Linked DNA regions of Arabidopsis thaliana: region 1 is linked to region 2. A link is a contact called in public targeted proximity ligation data. All regions are on one chromosome and are shown on one strand. The core of a region is the stretch at or near the end of the contact, and the rest is flanking DNA. Distances in the headings are between cores, read along the strand shown. Region 1 holds the start of AT4G10390 (Protein kinase superfamily protein). Region 2 holds the start of LHCB5 (light harvesting complex of photosystem II 5).

Evidence for each region.
Region 1: a targeted proximity ligation map of shoot shows a contact between it and region 2, with 16 read pairs. A contact is called at or near these places in 4 of 26 Hi-C or Micro-C datasets (callus, root and seedling), 1 of 2 datasets of targeted methods (shoot) and 2 of 3 other capture datasets (root and seedling).

What each region holds. Positions count from the first base shown.
Region 1 is chr4:6,442,227-6,446,940 of TAIR10.1, reverse strand. AT4G10390 (Protein kinase superfamily protein) reads left to right here and starts at 3,387. Exons shown (of 2, transcript NM_117107.5): 1 at 3,387-4,098; 2 at 4,283-4,714. The coding sequence starts at 3,780. It overlaps AT4G10400 (F-box/RNI-like/FBD-like domains-containing protein), which reads left to right. Exons shown (of 5, transcript NM_117108.5): 3 at 1-50; 4 at 134-271; 5 at 340-825. The coding sequence ends at 606.
Region 2 is chr4:6,406,601-6,411,737 of TAIR10.1, reverse strand. LHCB5 (light harvesting complex of photosystem II 5) reads right to left here and starts at 3,731. Exons shown (of 6, transcript NM_117102.4): 1 at 3,349-3,731; 2 at 3,181-3,265; 3 at 3,041-3,091; 4 at 2,822-2,942; 5 at 2,581-2,715; 6 at 1,889-2,502. The coding sequence starts at 3,538. The coding sequence ends at 2,242. AT4G10330 (glycine-rich protein) reads right to left here. Exons shown (of 3, transcript NM_117101.4): 1 at 5,040-5,137; 2 at 4,782-4,932; 3 at 3,779-4,695. The coding sequence ends at 4,602.

The sequences.
Region 1 (4,714 bases), core at 2,138-4,637, 36 kb before region 2:
GTCTCATCGGATCAATCACATCTGTCAAGCGGCTTGCAATATCCTCTGAGGTAATCAATTTCAATCCATCCACTGCTTGTCCTTAATCTCATTTTAAAAACTCTCTGTTAATACTTTTCTTTATCGTCCGCAGGTTGGTTACGGTGAAGGTTTTATCTTCAACCACCTTGAGGAACTAACGCTATGGAACAAGTATTCTTCGAATCTCCTCGTCTGGTTCCTCAAAAACTCTCCTAACTTACGAGAACTAATGCTCGTCTCCGAAACGGATGTAAGTTTCTTCCATTAACTATTACATTATTTTGTTCTTTAAAAACTAATTCTTCTGCTTGATCTCAGGATCATGAGAATCTTGGTATGCTTTCCTGGAATCAACCGAGTATTGTTCCTGAATGCATGTTGTCGAGTCTACAAAAATTCACTTGGTTTAAATACTTAGGAAGACCACAAGACAGAGATATTGCGGTTTACATCTTGAAAAACGCTTGCCGCTTAAGGACTGCAACAATCAAATCTGATACACGTTTGTTTACAAAACTCGAGATGATAACGGAGTTGAGACTTTCTTCCCAAGCTTCATCAACATGCGAACTCAACTTTTCTTGAGGATTTGAGATTCTAAGATGTCTACATTTATATAATAGGATTGTAATTCCTATCTAAACTCGTCTGACTGTCCAACAAAGATCCTATAACGAATTTCTTGTTCTTCTACTCTCTTGCTCGTATGGTTTAGTCTGTCATAAAAAAAAAAACTTGTTTACGTATAATGGAGATACACCAGAGCGAAGTTGTATACCGATAGTATAATGGAGATGCTTTGTGAACAAGAAAAGAGTACTAGTTCTGTTTTGGACCATACGTCTCTTTGCACTTCTTATACACTATTCGTTCTCAAATTCGACAAGTTAAGGTCAACTTATTTGATGCTTGTAACTTGTAAGGTTCTAAGGCTGTATGATACAAATTGAATCATACAATGTGTCATTGCAGAAGTTCCTTGCCAGTTCCACCCAAGCTTAAGTATTTATCTATAATATTTTCCTCAACTAGTTCTTTATTTCATTATTTGTGTAGTCTTGGAAGTAGTTCAAAAAGAGCAAACATATAAGTTGAAATTAGAATCATATGCTCACCAAGCACATGTGTAGTTTAATGAAAGTCAATAGGAAATAAGTACATAACTTAGTCTTGAAAATGGTGTGTTTCTAAGAGTATAGTGTCATGCTAAATGTGGATCTTAGGTTCTATACTTACCCAACCTCATATCTCTTTCTCTCTCTCGCTTATCTATTCTATATGCTGTTGATTCTTACTTCTCCAAAACAGATCTATTTCGGTATGTTTCGTTCTTTGCTTTTAGCAAATGAAGACTATCTTCTATTGATATAAAATATCCATTTGGAATGTCATTTAAGATGGCTATGGTGACCAAGTATATATGAGAACTACTAGTAACGCGTGTTAGCATCTCTTCAGAGTATAGCTGAATTTATCGTTGACATTATATTTCGAGTGGATAACTAGATTCTCTATTGCCTCATCATGTGCCATGGCGAATTGCAAACATGTTGATATCGTAGTGATTAAACCTTAATCTCCAACCTTAGGATACATCTTTCACTATACCACCATGAGTTGGTTTTGGCAGTTTTTGCTGTCAATCTTTGGTAGTTCGTTCCATCGCATTAGGTGTTGAGTTTTAAGTATTTTGCTCTTATATGTTTGTTCCAATTCGAAATCTTTATGCACATGTTGCATTAAGCTAAGGTTCTAATATGGAAAATAATGCATTTGAATTGTGGATGCAAGGTCAAAAACAAATTTGCTTATTTCACATCACATATCGGGCCAGGGCTAACCTTTAGACCCACAATTATTAAGCCTAATGCTTGACCCAGTCACAATAAACTCTTTGTTTATGTATTTTTGGCATCAAACCTATTTGTTTATTGTATGTGTGTGTGAGATTTAATTTAAGACTAGACTGTCGGTGTTTGGTAGGGTTTATGGAGTATGTTACTTGGTCTATAATAGCATCTTTCACGTTTTCTCTGAAGAAAAAGACAAAGAAAGCGACAGAAGATCTAACGATTATGATTTGACGACATTATTTAAAATATTTAGTATATTTTTAAAAGAGAAATGAAAACTATTGGGACAATGATTCTTCTCCGACCGTGTGAAATTTAAAATATGGTACAAAAAAATTTAGAAGGTTCCCAAAAACTGAACCTAAAGATTTGTAAAATTATTCATCAGATTAGTAAATAAAAAATACTCTAGATTAAAAAACAAACGGTTTATTTCTTTCGTTTTCCCAACAATTTTTGAAGAAATCCACAATTTTATAAAGTGAACATTAATTTGGATAGCAAAGTTATTTGGGTTTAAATTTTAAACACCTTCGTATGCATATTTATGCTGTATATTGGATATATCTGTAACGAGTGATGAAGGCCTTTCTTAAAACATTTCAAATTATGTATATGAATGAATCTACACGAAAATCTGCTTAAACAAAATATGTTATTGTTCTTCATATATATGGGCTCTATGGCTCTCTCAAGATGGTTAAATATATATATTTTGCCTTATCCACCGACCACCGCATGTCAAGTATGCAATCATGGAGAGTTCATAGCCGTTGAAATGTACACTCTCAAATTGAGGCACTATTCAAAACCTTAGAAATCTTATATATATATATATATTTAGTTCAAATAACTTACGTATTTTACAAATAATTATATTATATTTAATTATTTCAAATATATCCTTTTAAATTCAATTATCACATATAAATTCTAATAAATACAGTAGATTAGAATTAAAATTAGTAATGTATAAGAATATTACATAACATTAAAAACTATTTACATTGAGCAAATTTATGTGGGCTCTGCGGAAATACTAGTTATATATATGATTTGGTATTTTAGATATAATTTTATGATATATTTTATGTTTCGTTTATAATTATAGATATGTAATTTTATGTTATCATATCACTTTTTAAGAAAATTATTATATCACATAATGATTTATAAATATTTATGAAAGTTTCTCATTATAATTAATTATTAATATTGAAAACCATTATACAAAATGCAAATAAATGGATTTGAGGATGCACTATTAGAACAAGTGACTCTCAAACTCTTATTTTGAAGATGTGTCACTTTTAAAGTTAGGGTTCTTGTCGAAGATACCCTAATATACTTTCTCATTTCAAAATAAATACATTCTTACTTTAAAATGAGCGAGTTTTAGTTTCGGAAAAAATAATAAAAACAAAATTGTCATATATGAAGGACGTGACATTAATAATCGCTTTTCATATTTAACTATTTTCTACTGCTTTTCCCTGATTGAAAAGCAAAAACAAATGTGTTAAATGTTTTGCTTAGCCCCAAAAAGCAAAGAGACAAAACTTGAAAGAAGAGTAGTAGTTAGAACGTCAGAGAGCTAGCTACTTCGAAGGAAGGTTTCATTCATCGAAAATGGCAGCTTTATTATTAAATAATCGGTCAAACTCTGCCTCCCAATCCAAAGTCTAAAACCTTTCCTTCTTCTTTCTTTACAAATCCAACAATCTCAATGTCTCCAAATCCATAACTTTCTTCGATCCCCTTGTTCTTCCTCTGTCTGCTGTTACATTTTTTACAAAACCCTAATCAAACCCATTTTCTTCTATCAATCTTAACCCTAGAATCAAATAAAGACTCAATCTTTCTTTGCTTTGCTCTGTTCTGCTCTGTTTTTGCTCTGTTTTTATAATGGCTTGTTTCTTGAATTGTGTTAGATTTGATGTCTCCAAGACGATCACCGACAAACCCACAAGTCAAGGATCTGGTGTGACTTGTTATAACAGCTGGGATGATGTTGAAACTCTCACTTCCAATTTCTCTAGATTGATTGGTTCTGGTGGCTATAGCAGTATCTACATGGCTCGCTTCTCTGGCTCTGATAAAGCGGCTCTCAAGGTTCATGTTAGTAGTCACCGTCTTTATCAAGTCTTTAGACTTGAGCTTGATATTTTGCTTCGTCTTCAACATCCTAACATTGTCAAGCTTCTTGGCTATTTCGATGATTCAGGTACTACTTCTGAAATCTCATAGATTCTGCAAATATTTGGTGTCTGGTCAATTGTGTTGTTGTCTTGATTAAGCCAATTTTAGTGATTAAGTTTGTCTTAATCAAAGTTTTGATCTTTATTTGTTTTATCAAGTTGTTTGATATATTTGCATATAGACTTATGTTCTGCTTCTTTGTATTTCAGAGGAAAATGGTGCTCTTCTTCTTGAGTATCTTCCTCAAGGAAATCTACAAGAGAAGCTCCAAAGCAATAGCAAGCAAGTCTTGCAATGGAGGAACCGTGTAGCGATTGCGTTACAGTTAGTTCAAGCTATTGAACATATTCATGAGAAATGTAGCCCGCAGATAGTGCACGGGGACATCAAATCTTCCAACGTTCTTCTAGACAAAAACTTTGATTGCAAGCTTTGCGATTTCGGGTCAGCTAAAGTCGGGTTCTCTTCGATGGTTCAGCCTCCTACGATGTCGCCTAGATCTAGACAAGTGAAGATGGTGGGATCTCCAGGTTACACAGACCCTCATTATTTAAGAACCGGGATTGCTTCGAAGAAGATGGATATGTATGGGTTTGGAGTTGTGGTTCTTGAGTTGGTTTCAGGAAAAGAAGCGTTTTCTG
Region 2 (5,137 bases), core at 2,482-4,981:
GGCCTCTCTAGACTATATTACACACCACACGAAAACCCTAATCGTAAGAAAATCGTAAATTTCCACAAATGTATTAACCTTGCTCATTAATGTTATATTTTCCTTAAGTTTGTCGTAGATAATATTTAGTGAATCTCTAATACAACTCGCATCTTCAAACACTACGCCAAGTCAGCTCATGTGTCCTTGACATGTCATATCATCCTCTATAGTTTGTCACGTCAGATTTTGCATCCACGCAGCTTACAGACTCTTGATGCCTGCTGCAGCTCCTAATCGAACAACAAGCTGTTCTAGAATCTGTATCTACACTTTCACTTCTTAGGTTTTGTAAATTTCACCTTCACTTATATATAGTCAAACCCTAAAATCTTCTAGGGCCATGTCAATTCCCTAACACTTTCTCTGTTTTAATCTCTCTGACCACCTCCGTTTTTGTCCATATCTCATGCTCATTGGCCACAAGTCATCGCTTCCACGCCGTTTGTGTCCTACATGTAACTATATATTGCCTTTATTATATTACTCTTTGTCGTTTCGAATTATAGATTTATAATTCTTTGTATTTTTTGTTTCTAGAGATATATATCCGTAAATGTTAATGAGTTTGCAAAGTGAAGAACTTGAGCACGATCATTCTTTAAAACACTTCAATTTTCAATTTTGATCGTTGTTTTCATGCCTTATTTTGCTTTGGATTTTGCATATTCCACAAAATTTTGTCGTTTGGTTTTGCAAGAACTATAGAGAATTGGATGCATAAGAGTGACTTAAATTGCCATGTGTATGAAACTGATCGATTGGAAGGTTAATTATTCTCTACTCCGAGGTTTATGTCAAGTGCTTATATTGGTAAAAAAAATCTTTAATTCCCCGAATATTGCGAACCGGAAATTTGTAGAGCAATTAAGTTGCAGTTCTACTAAATGAGGATGAAGTTATGTCTGTAAATCTAGGTGTCTACTTTAGCTTTGAAGTTTACAAATCTCACTGCTATAGTAATAGTCTAGAGTGTTAGCGACGACTCATGGCCTCTCTAGACTATATGTACACAACATGAAAACCCTAATCCTAAGAAAATCGTAAATCTCCACGAATGGATAAACCTTGCACATCAATGTTATATTTTCCTTAAGTTGTTGTAGAGAATATTTAGTGAATCTCTACAATAACTCGTATCTTCAAACTCTACGCAAAATTAGCTCCCACGTCGTCTTTTACATGTTACATATCATGTCTCTAGTTTCGTCACGTCAGCTTCCATACTCTTGATGTAGGACCGCGAGTTCCAACACTTGATGTGTTAGTTTTACAAATTAAACGAGGGTTTGGGTTTATAAAGATGAGTTCAGATTTAGATTTAATTTTTTTTTTTTTTAAATAATACTAATATTAATAATCAAAACCCCTTTAATGGGCCTCGGGCTGAGGCCTTACAAAAACATAGATCATGGAATCTGACGACTACACCAGAGGACGAGTTCTAATCCCGACGGTGGTCGGAAGTAGAGACGACCTACTTGTTAAAAGTAAATGTAATTGTTAAATGTTGGTTAGATGTGACAAAATATCAAGCAATATAAATGCTTGATTTGCTTAAAATGGTTATCACTTATTGAACCTTTGATCTGACAGTGAAAACATTCTTATTTTGAATCGAAGCAAATGTACATGCCTAGCTAGAGTTTAGAATCCAATTGGGGTTGTGATTTCTGCAACTTCAAAGCTCACAGAGTGAAAACACTAATTTGTGTTTTGCAATCGAAGCAAAATTCACATTTTTATGACACATCGGTATTACTGTATGAGACATGCAATTGTTGAGAGTGAGTAATACTAGTTCTTTACAATGTAAGAATGATTAATTAGTTGTGAAAATATTCTGCTACTGCTCATTGCTATTTGATCTTCTGCTACTTAATATTGTTCAACGGATCACATCTCTCGACTAACTTATATAGTCCCAAATTCCATCACAATATTAGTTGTGAAACTTTTTACCATACTCGCCACTAGTGATAAAATCGCAATGTATGACTAAATTGTGACAGAGCGTTCTTGGTAACAACAAATATTAAACCAATGGGTGACTATGTATATCCTTAGAAGCATGATAAAGCACCATTGAAAATTTGAAATATATCAAGAAGATTCAGATGGAAGTTTTTTTAACATTGTCAAAAGGAGTTCCAATCGAACAAAGTGTACATTTTGGAAGCTCTTAAAAAAAGTAGAAATGGCTTAGAGAGTGGGAGCTCTCTCGGCAGTTCCAGCGATGACGGTAAGCAAGTTGTTTCCAAAAGGATCACTGAGATGCTTTGCAAGGTTCTCAACAGGACCTTCTCCGGTAACATACGCTTGGATAAAGAAACCGAGCATCGCAAACATGGCTAATCTCCCGTTCTTGATCTCTTTGACTTTGAGAAGAGCTCCTTGCTCAGGGTCCTTAGCAAGGCCTAGAGGATCAAATGGACCTCCTGGGTGTAGCTTGTCCTCGAAATCCTACCAAATATTTGCATTTCAAGTTTAGTCATTTTCCCATGAGTAATAGCTAAATGTAGAGACTAGAGAGTAATGTACCAATCCGTTGGTGATTCTGTAGTACTCGGCTCCACCGAGGAGAACAACCTCAGCAACTACGGCGAGAACAAGGTTGATAGGGATGTTCTTGCCAAAGTAGTTCAATGTGTTTCCATCAAGAAGCAAAGCACCAGTCTGCAATCAGTATTCCAAAAAGAACCATCTCATCACATCAACACATTCTTGCTTTGCTAAAGAATCTAAGTCTGAATGTAAATAAAGATTAGACGTAGGCAAGAACCTTAAACCAGACAGCTTCAGGGCCACAGTTAGCGCCATATTTGTTTAAAGCTTCAGGAATGATGAAACCAGCTGCTCCTAACATAGCCCATCTCGCATGGATCAATTCAAAAGCTTGGTATCTACAACCACATTCATTAAAGAACCAATCTTAATGACAAATTCGATAGATATAGCTCAAAGCAAACACAAAAGGTTTAGGATAAAAGAATCTACTTACTTAGCAAAGTTCTCAGGCTTCTTTCCAAGACCAAATGGGTCATAACCATAACTGCAAATTCAGATTCAGACCAATAAACCTTAAGCACAGAATCCAAAAGTAGGCATACATACAAAGAGAGACATGAAAAAGTGTCTTACTCTCCAGCAACTTCACCGTTTAAGTACTCTGGGATCTCTGATCTATCCAAAAGACCATCAGGCAAGAAAATTCTCCTGTCAGGACCTGCATAAGAGTCACAATTACAAACACATTCACAAAGAAACAGAGCAAGAAATGATTATAAAAGGGATTTAGAAGACACATACCATACCACTTGGCGAGCTCATCGCTAGTCTCAGAGACAGCCTTGGACTTAGCAGGAGCTGGCTTTTTCTTAGAGAAGAGAGCAACAGTCTTGAACGTGGATGGGCTTGATGCCAACGGAGCAGACGATCTTGAAACTGCCCTGAAGTTAAGGGGAGTACCAAGCATTTCCGACACACCCAAAGACGCCATTCTTTTAGTCCAAAGTTTCAAGCTTTACTCTGGTTTAACACTAGGAAGAGCTAAGTGAAAGAAGGAGGAAGAGACGAAACTGCTCCTATAAGGTGGAGAGTAGGATTCGTTCAGGATTTTGATTGGTCTGGATTGAAAATGTGAAATATGATTCTGTCCTCTGATTGGTTGTGGATGCTGATGTGGCTTTTAGATTGGTTTTTGTTGGATAATTTATTTTATCCATATCCTCTGTTTCTCCTTTTGTGTGGCTAAGCTTTCACCTATACAGCAAAATGTGTTACAAGAATCTCAAACACATGAAAATCTCAACTGTTAAATGTCATCCACAAGCCTTTCACAGTCCTAGTTGGGGTTTTCAGTAAATTCCTTGGGACATTTGGAATCACTGTGGTCCTGTTTACTACCGTAATGTAGACGACAACCGGAATTTTCATATAGACGTAAAACTCCCAAGCTCAACGGTTAGATTTTCACATTGTATCAACAGTTATGAACATACTCATTACACCAAAAAGAGAAACGAATCATCCGACTAGTCCTAGACGTGAACATACTCTTTCTACAAGGAGTTTCCCACAATTCTATAACATATACATCATGTGGATCGAAACTGAAGCGATTGAGCCGCAGGATCATGTACATAGAGAATACGAAAATTTAATCATCTTGGTTCACAGTGCCGGTTCACACACAGTACTACGGTAGAATCGAAAGAGCTATAATGAATTTATGCCCTTTGGCCCTAGAGCTGAGCTCACTGTGCCACTATACGCACTATTCTACCTCCTTAAACTGAGAGAAAATCTCAAACTCAACCTCCATATTGATCCAAGTTGAGCCATAAAGAACAACTCATAGCACCAAAAATCAGCACTCAAACCATACACATTACCAGAATGATAAATCAGCCACCTAAATTATGCGAATCCATCTTTATACCATACGTAAAATTGTACAAAAAGAAAGGAGATTATCACTAGCCCCAAATCTACATTATTGATCTAAGAACAAACCAAACACTACCATTTACTTGGAAGCTGCAACAAATCCTAAAAGTTCATCATTTTAACCACTTGTCGATTTCATTTGTAGTAGCTTTCACAAGCTTCTTCGTGCTAACAACAAGTTCATCAATCAGTGAATCAACTTCATTCCTGTCAACAAATCACCAAAGTCAAAATCATCATCTTCTTCTTCAAATCCTTAATCACTAAAAATCTAATTGCAGACAAATACTCACAGAGATGGTTTTCCAACGTTGTAATAAGAACGAGAGTGATCATAAGCAGCTCCTCTTCCAACACCATAGCCAAAACCTACACCAATTCCACAACCAGCTCCAAATCCAAGACCAAATTGTAATCCAGGAACTCCTGGTCCGAATCCTACACCTGTTTTCATCAAACCAATCTCTACTCTCTTAAACCAAAACTATCTATAAATAGCTTCGAGCGATTCGCGAGTCTGCGATCAAAATTGGGAGAAATTAGAAATTTACCTCCGATAAGACCGGCGCCGAAACCAAATCCGCAACCGACACCGAGTCCAAAAGCTGGACCAACTTTTCCAATGTCTCTGATCCTAACTTGGGGAAGT